Linked DNA regions of Drosophila melanogaster: region 2 is linked to region 1. A link is a contact called in public Hi-C data. All regions are on one chromosome and are shown on one strand. Each heading gives the region's core, a stretch centred on a gene start, on an enhancer-like site or on the middle of the called end of the contact. The rest is flanking DNA. Distances are from core to core; before and after follow the strand shown.

Region 1 (4,349 bases), core at 927-3,426:
CTTTGATGCAAACGGAGCTGCTTCTGTGGTCTGGAAAGCCGAAAGAGTTGATACGGTGGGACTAACTCAGCCAGGGCATCCGAACAATTGGCTCCCCTTTGATCCTTCAGCAACCAACCACTCTCAACAAGCTGCAGCTCCAAACGCTGCAATCTCAGCCGGCAGCAGTTCTTGCCAAAGTTGTACACCCTTTGCTGGATCAACGTCCACTCGGCGGTGGGCAGGAAACCCCTCAGCTGGACTGGCCGCTGGCTGGCGGGGAAACCATCTGGCCAGTAGTACGCCAATAGAAGCTCAAAACCGCTGGCTCTCTCAGTGCACTCCAGAAAGGCATTCATAAGCCGGCGGTTGTGCTCTTGGCGTAGTAAAAGCCGTCCGAACTGCTCCAGGACCTGGCAAGTGTGCTGTAGTTGTTGCTCCACTTGCAGCTGATAAAGTTGCACTTGCTCAGCCAGTCGAGTGCCGTTTAAGTATTGGCAAAGGAGCGCAGCATGCAGTTCCCGAGCAAAGTCCAGGTTTTCGGGCAGCACTTCTTTCGGCTGATCCTCCTCAAGCAGCTCCGCGAAGGAATGCAACAGACTTTTCCAAATCACCAGAGATGGTTTGCTCATCAGGTTGCTAATTAAACGAGTGAAAGCCACACCGGCTGAGTGGCTTGGCCACGTTTGGCACAGCTGCTTGAAAGCGTCATTGGCCGAAGGAGCTGTGGCTAAAGGGGTTCTATTAAAAATTATGCCTAGAAAGCGCTCCTCCAACTGATGGCCTTCAGCTTCAATAATTTTAGAGTCCTGGATGCGTCGCTTCTTAGCTTCATTAGGGGGAACATCCAAAGTGTACTTTCCCAACCATGCTCCTAGGACCTTGAGGAGATTGATGATGAACCGCTCTGCGCGACTAAGACGGCGAAACATGTCCAGCAGTAGAATAAGGTACTCCGAATACAGCTCCTCCACTTGGGCATTCTCCTTGGGAGTCGTGAGCATCCAAACGGTTATCTGGTAAACACTCTGCTCCAGCAGGAGAGGATTATACCGCAACGCAGAACAGAGAAGTATTAAAACCTCTTTTAAGTTGGACTTCTTGTACTCGCGCACCAAACGCAGCAGCTGATCAGAAACATAGGCAAACGCGGTGATCGATAGATTTTCCAATTTAAACTGCAGGGATACATTGTATTTACGCAGTGACATAAGGAAATGGGCGGTCAGTTGAAGCGATGACTGCGATAATGCCTCCGTGTTAAATATACACAGTAAGATGGTGCTGATGTTAGCTGTTTGGAAGCGATTATTCAGGACACTAGCCTCCAAAAGGATCAGGCTGACATGCAGCGGAAGGTCCTTAATCCGTGTGATGTCAAACTCCGCCTTGATTTGCTTTTCCAGCTCGGCCAGTTCGTCTAGGCATGAAGTTTTTAAGGTCAGATGCAGCTCCACAAGAGGACGAACAGTTTTCGAATTGTACTCTTCTAAAAGCTTTTCAGGCTCCTGAGAGCGGCGAACCATCTCTGTCAGCTGCTTGATCACAGGAACTACAAACTCTGCATCCCAGTGGTCTTGGCTCTCAGTCCGATCCTTGTTATCCTTGCGAAGTTCGACGCACTTTTGATGGCATCTGAACAGGCTGCCATAGCATTCGAATAGAAGCTTGTTGCTGGACCGCAAGGCATCCTGGAGCAGCTCAGAACTGAGAACCATGGGCAGGACTTCCAGTGCCGACTCGTTTGCGTTCTCCTCCCGGGAGACAATCTCGTAGAGAGCGTGAATCAACTGGCATTTCGTTGTCTGAGTAACCCAGCCAGGCTGCGCCCTCAGCCTCAGGAAATCCTTGAGTTGTTGGAAGGGTAAATCCTTGCACCCACCCAATGATTTCGCCAGCCAGTCGGCGATGACCTCGTACTTATTGAGGTAGGGGAACTCCACGGACTGCCATACCTTCAGAGCGAACTCAACACGTGCCGCGAACGGCTTGTTCGTTTCAGTCAGCCAGGACTTCAGCGCTGCAAATGGACGTGGAGCTTACTGACCTGGTCCATCGGAACGGTATTATAAAGCACTTACCCTCGCCTGTGTCCATGTTGCCTCGTCCAGTGAAGTACAAAAAAATGCAATCTCAAATCGAAATTTATTTTACTGCGGCACGTGCGGAATAAACAAAAAATTTATCGATACACCGATGCGATTTCGATATCGATTTGCGATATGCGTAAGCGCTGTTTGTAGCTGTTGTAGCTACGTCAAATCTGGCTATTTTATAGCCGCTACAGAAACACATTCTATTTTGAGTTCTTGGCCCAATTGGATATTAATATGGTTAATAGGTAGCCATAATACCTCGGTGGCTTTGTAATAAAATACCAACAGATTTGGCAAGTGGTGAGATTTGGTAGTGTTTTCGCTTCATATCAAGCTAAATTTGGACATTTTTAGCTATTTGTCAAAAACACTGCTGGAACAGCTGATCGTCCACCACCGAGAAAGAAGCAGAGCACCGTTACAGATTCGTGTTGTTTATTTTATAATTCGAATCATTTTAAAAAATCCACTGTTTTTTTTTGTACATTTCTGAATGAGACAAGAATCACAATGCTGTTAAACTGTACGAGGCTCACACACCTCTGCACGACTCTCCGGGTCAGGAAAAGCAGCCAAATAAGGTTGTCCACATCATATAATCACCATTTGGGCAGGTGCCTCCACCATCGAACCGCCCGGTCGCTTCAACACAGCCTTCCACCGCCGAACCGTTACCATAGCCACCTGCACCCAACACTCCGCATGCCGTGGTGGTGCATGCGACGTGGATTTGCACAGAGCAGCAAGTGGTTAGCCAGGAATGCAAAGGCGAACTTACCAACTGCAGTTGGAGCCGGAATCGTGCCCGCCCCCGTCAAAATGGGCAGATCCCAGTACGGCCGCCTGCTCAGCCTGACTAAATCGGAGAAATGGGTGCTGACAGGTTACTAGCATACAACGCATTTTGAAATTTCCCAAATCCTTATGTTCTTTATTTCTCAGCGGGCATTGGCTGTCTGGTAGTTTCTTCAGCTATCACCATGTCGGTTCCTCTGTTCCTGGGCAAGGTCATTGATGTAGTCTTTAATAAATCGGGCATGGATAGCGCAGCCATGGCCAAATTGGGCGAGTACTCGGTGCTGCTCTTCGGGATCTTCGTGCTGGGCGGATTCGCCAACTTTGCCCGCGTCCATCTGTTTGGGAATGCGGGTGAGTGGGATGTAGAAAACACACATCTCTAACACTGTGCTAGCCCTGGAAAGTCGTTCGACCTCATAAGATATGAACATCTTCTGGGAACTGTACCATCTTGGATTGTTTTACATTAATCAATTACGATTTAATGAACTGTGAAGTAGAATGCGTTTATTTTGACCACTTATTCGCTTTATACAAAGCATACGTTATAAGAACCAATTCATATAGGTCTTATGTCTACCTGTTTCTCGTTTCAGCTCTCCGAATAGTGCGCAGTCTAAGATCCCGGCTATACAGATCTATGCTTATGCAGGAGGTGGGTTGGTTCGATACCAAGGGCACTGGAGAACTAATAAATCGGCTGAGCAACGATACCTTAATGGTGGGCACCTCGTTGAGCCAGAACGTATCGGATGGTCTGCGATCTGTAGCCATGATCGGCGTCGGCACAGGCATGATGGTATGATATAACAAAAAGTGGTTTGCACTGCCCAAAACCTTATTTTATCCAGTTCTTTCATTGCAGATCTACACCTCCCCCCAGTTGGCTGCCGTGAGTGCCTTGGTGGTTCCCGCGATGGCGGGCATGGCCATCGTGTACGGACGCTACGTAAGGCGGATCACCAAAGTAGAACTAGACAAGTACGCCGAGATTATGAAGTTTGCGGAGGAGCGATTTGGTAATGTTAAAACGGTTAAGACCTTCTGCCGAGAACAACAGGAAGTAGCTGCCTTCGATGGCAAACTGGATGAAGCTCTCCAGATTGGCTACAAAGAGACACGTGCCAGAGCTATTTTCTTTGGATTGGTAAGACCTAAAGGAAAGGTACTTAGGAAAATCATCAAAATCTGTTATCCCTTATTTCAGACTGGCTTCTGTGGCAACTTCATCATTATTTCAGTGCTGTATTATGGAGGAACCTTGGTATTACAAGACTCGCTGACGATTGGAGCCCTCACAGCCTTCATGCTGTACGCCGGTTATGTGGCCATCTCAATGAATGGGTTGTCCAACTTCTATAGCCAACTGAACAAAGGCATTGGAGCCTCGGAGCGTATTTGGGAGATCCTGGACAGGGAGTGTTCTATACCCATTGACAAAGGTGTCGTGCCGTTGGAGAAGCCGGTGGGCGAAGT
Region 2 (4,149 bases), core at 1,371-3,870, 4.4 Mb after region 1:
AACTTTGTAAATGTTGAAATATACCCGATTGTATATTTATGACAAGTGCAGCAGTAAAATAAAATCAATAAAAACTTAAATGAGTAAAGACGTTAAGGAGTTTCGTGTTTGACTGGAAACGAATTTCGAATTTGGCGCGCCCACTAACATAATGTTCGCCAGCAGCTGTTCGGCGTAACATAGCGTTTGGTGCTGTCCAACTTAACATTGTGCTGTTGGGCGCACGATACACTGCAATGATTTTGAAAAAGTGCAATAATCAATATACTTAAGAAATTATCTATCAATGTATTATTTAATTTGATATTTTATTGGTAGGTTTAAATTGCATGCATTTTTTTAATGACTAAAGTGTACGTCTATATTTGAAGTGTAGTGTAACATGTCTGCTAAGTTAGCAGTACTAACAGTGACAGCACTGTTCCGCCATATTGAAATAACCGTTAGGATTTTATTGGCGTGGCTTTATTTTTAAGTTTATAGCTTAGTTTAATATAATGGAGTGGTCGCTCATCATATCGATTCTGCTCAACTGCCTCTACGCCAGCGCCTCCGCGCTCGACGAGGATTGCCCCACCTTGGACGATGGGGACAGTTTGTCGCAAACACAGCTGCTGGATCGCTTAACCCATGGCTGCCGCTACGATCGTTTGGAACGACCCATAACTTATTCGGAAACTGGCCAGCGGCTACCGGTGGACGTCTATATGCGCGCCTACATCTACTTCATGCAGAACCTGGAAGCACACGATCTACAGTTCAAGATCTATGCGCTCCTCCAAATGCGATACCTCGATCCGCGTCTCAACTTTCGCAACGTAAGTCCCAAGCGCAGGCAGCCGATTTTGGGCGAGGAGCACCTGAGAAACTCGCTCTGGATGCCCCACATATTTCTAGCCAATGAGCGCGACTCCAGTATTTTGGGTGAGTACGGTAGAGTCTGGAGTAGACTCGTGCTTGATTGCAACTAATTGGTAGGTCTCACGGAGAAGGACATCCTCACCTCGATATCGCCCGATGGCACAGTGATCGTTTCGAATCGCATCAAGGCGACACTCTATTGCTGGCTCAACCTTAAGAAGTTCCCATTCGATGAGCAGCACTGCTCGACGGTGCTGGAGAGTTGGATGTACAATACGTCGGAACTGGTCCTCCACTGGGAGCAGAAGCGTCCGATAACCTACGATGGGGCACTGCATCTCACCGAGTTTGTGCTGCAGCGTTCCTGGTCAAACGAGACGGTAATCAATGCCGATTTGAGTGACCTGCGTCATGGAGCCTTTGCCGGCAACTACAGCTCCCTCAGCTTCACCGTTCACCTGACGCGAGTGGTTGGCTTTTACCTGATGGACTACTTTCTACCCTCCATGCTGATTGTGGCCATATCCTGGGTATCGTTCTGGCTGCAAGCAGATCAGGCGCCGCCGCGCATCACGCTGGGCACCAGCACCCTGCTGACATTCATTACCCTGGCCTCGGCACAGGGAAAGACTCTGCCAAAGGTTAGCTACATCAAGGTGTCAGAGGTGTGGTTCCTGGGCTGCACCATCTTCATATTTGGCAGCATGGTGGAGTTCGCCTTTGTTAACACGATTTGGCGTCGTAAGAAGAGTGTGCCCGTCAAGAAACTGAACAGCAAACACATCCTGAAGTCAACTCTATCGCCGAATCTGCTCAGACGACGCAGTCACGCCAGATCCAGATCCTTTTCGGGCACGGCTCTGCATAAGACAGCGGATACCGGCTCGCTGGGCGGTGCCGGTTTCAACAATTACCTAACCGTCAATTTGCCCATCACCACGATTAAGGAGGGCCAAGTTCTGGATCAGCAGAGGACCAGCCGCGTCGTCCAGAAGATGGATGTTAACTTTGTGGAGAGTGCCTTTGGATCCATGGGCTCTGCCCAGTCCACTGGAGCGATCAGTGCTGCCAGCAGCAGCCAAACTTTGACCAACAATAACCGAACGGAGAGCGCGGGGCACCAGGAGGAGATCGATCTGAGTGGCTGGACCACGCTAACGCCCCAGGAAATAGCCATGTGGATTGATAGTCGAGCCAGATTCGTTTTTCCGCTCTCCTTTCTCGTCTTTAATCTGTTTTTCTGGACATTTGTCTACTGTATTTAAAAAAAGGTCCATTTCATTTTATTATTAGATTACACAGTAGATTTAATATTGTGAAAAGTATCCAATTTAAAGTGTTTATTATTTGTACCCATCGTTTAGCATAGTTTGTTTAATTATTGTGAAAGTTTTGTATTATGTTTGTTTCACTTTGTTCTGTAAAATGATTTTATATTTATTCTGTTGTAAAATAAAGTTCATGATTCTATGGCTGCCTAAAAAACACCATCAATTATTTAAATAAAATAACCTATGATAAAATAAATCTTTCGGACTTGCAATTAAATATTAAATAAATAATAAATTAAAAAACTTGTTTTCAACAACGATTCCATTACCCGCCTCGTTTTCGATTACGGAAATCGATAGAAATATCGATAGGCCAGGCCAAGGAGCACCGGCCAAGCCAACCTGTGGGTTAGAGCAGCACAACTATACCGCGTATTCTTATCGTATTCGTTTTTTCCCCACACATACACACACACGGCTCACGCATACAGCGCAACAATAACATCGGGCCCCAAAAAAAAGGGAAAAAAGACGACGGACAAAAACTTCGTCGTGAATTGTAAAATACAAAAAAAAAACGCATTCGAACGCGCTGGTTTGTTTTTTTTTTCACGTGTAACTACGCCAAAAAAAGGGCAAAGGAATTAAGCAAAAAAAAGAAGCAGAACTTCGAAGCAGCAACAACAACAGCGCCGCATTTTTGCTTGTATGTGCAAGTGCAAGGCAAACATAAACAACGCGCGTGTGTGTGTGTACCACGAAAATATCGTATAAATCAAATTTCTATATCATTTATATAGTTTTTTTTTTGTTTTTGCCATCATAATATGCCATATAGCGATCACCGAAATCCAAACGCAAACCAAACTCCAAAAAGTTAGTTTCAAATACAACCACACATCGTTTGGATCGTGTTCACAAACTTATAGTAGGAAGGAAAAGGAAAAAGATAGAAAAAAAACGAACTAAATAATAATAAACGAAAAAGAAAAACGGCGCTGAATGTTAACCGGTAAAGATAGCGGTAAATTGCGAGGGAGAAGGACGACAACAACAACAACAACGACCGCAGAGGGGGCAAAAGTCAGCAACAAAGTGCATCCTCCTTCTCCTGCTCCCCATCCTATTCCTTATTTACTGTTATAATGGACACCATCTGTAGATTGTGCTTCCAAACGGCAACGGTATGTTAACAAAAAAAAAAAGATATACACACATGTGATTTAGGTATATACACTTTGTTATTTCTATTGATTTTTTTTCTTTTGGTGGAGTTTAAACAATTGAATTCGCGCTACTGTTATTGTGCGGGCGGGTTGTTGGCGCAGGGGGCGGGGTTCAAAAGCGCGCGCATTGCCCCCCTTTCCCCACACACATACAAACGCACACACACAGAAATAAGAAATACACATACACATGCGACCCCAAACTATTGCTGAACAATTTTTATTTTTAGCCAACTCAGCCCGAAAAGTTGTTCAAGCCGACAACTTGAAAAAATATTATTTTTACATTTTGCTTACGCTCGCCACTCGCTTTTCACTTTGACTCCTTTTCAACCTATTCCCCCGAACAGGCCCCCCTCTTTCAGCCCCCTCCCGCCGCCCATGAACCGCACAAAAAGAAATACATATTAAAACAAAATGACAGAAATTGCGCCAAGGCAGCCAAATACGCAGTGGCTGCGCGTTAATTTAGTGACAGAGGGTTTACTATATTGGGCATCTAAGCCCAAAAATTTAAAGTTAAGCGGTTATAAAACTAACAAAACAGATCTAACTTTGCTTGGTTTTTAGTTCATTATTTAAACAATTACCAAATAACCCCTTTTTTGTAGGCGACGCCTCTGCCGCCGCCGCTGGCAGAGCGGCGGCAAAGCAAAACAAAAAGCGAAAGAATAACAAAACGTTGTACCGAAGAAAAAAAATAACATGAAATGAAAACAACAACAACAAAGCAACGAGCTGCTGGTGCTGTTGTTATTGTAGTTTCTTTTCTTTCTTTTTCGCTCTCCATG

What was found. Hi-C and Micro-C count contacts between places; a contact is called where the count stands out from the background.
Region 2: a Hi-C map of the Kc167 cell line shows a contact between it and region 1, with 3 times the contacts expected there. The contact joins the promoter of CG32772 here to the promoter of CG18273 in region 1.

The regions. Positions count from the first base shown.
Region 1 is chrX:485,405-489,753 of dm6, forward strand. CG18273 reads right to left here and starts at 2,177. Exons shown (of 6, transcript NM_130487.4): 1 at 2,061-2,177; 2 at 1-1,999. The coding sequence starts at 2,076. CG3156 reads left to right here and starts at 2,474. Exons shown (of 6, transcript NM_130488.3): 1 at 2,474-2,958; 2 at 3,018-3,224; 3 at 3,470-3,672; 4 at 3,739-4,020; 5 at 4,081-4,349. The coding sequence starts at 2,586. It also overlaps asRNA:CR45797.
Region 2 is chrX:4,906,482-4,910,630 of dm6, forward strand. It overlaps CG32772, which reads left to right and starts at 2,621. Exons shown (of 7, transcript NM_001297941.1): 1 at 2,621-2,838; 2 at 2,971-3,316. The coding sequence starts at 3,278. It overlaps CG6927, which reads left to right and starts at 419. Exons shown (of 2, transcript NM_131966.2): 1 at 419-924; 2 at 979-2,340. The coding sequence starts at 498. The coding sequence ends at 2,126. It overlaps CG42594, which reads left to right. Exons shown (of 8, transcript NM_001297940.1): 8 at 1-94.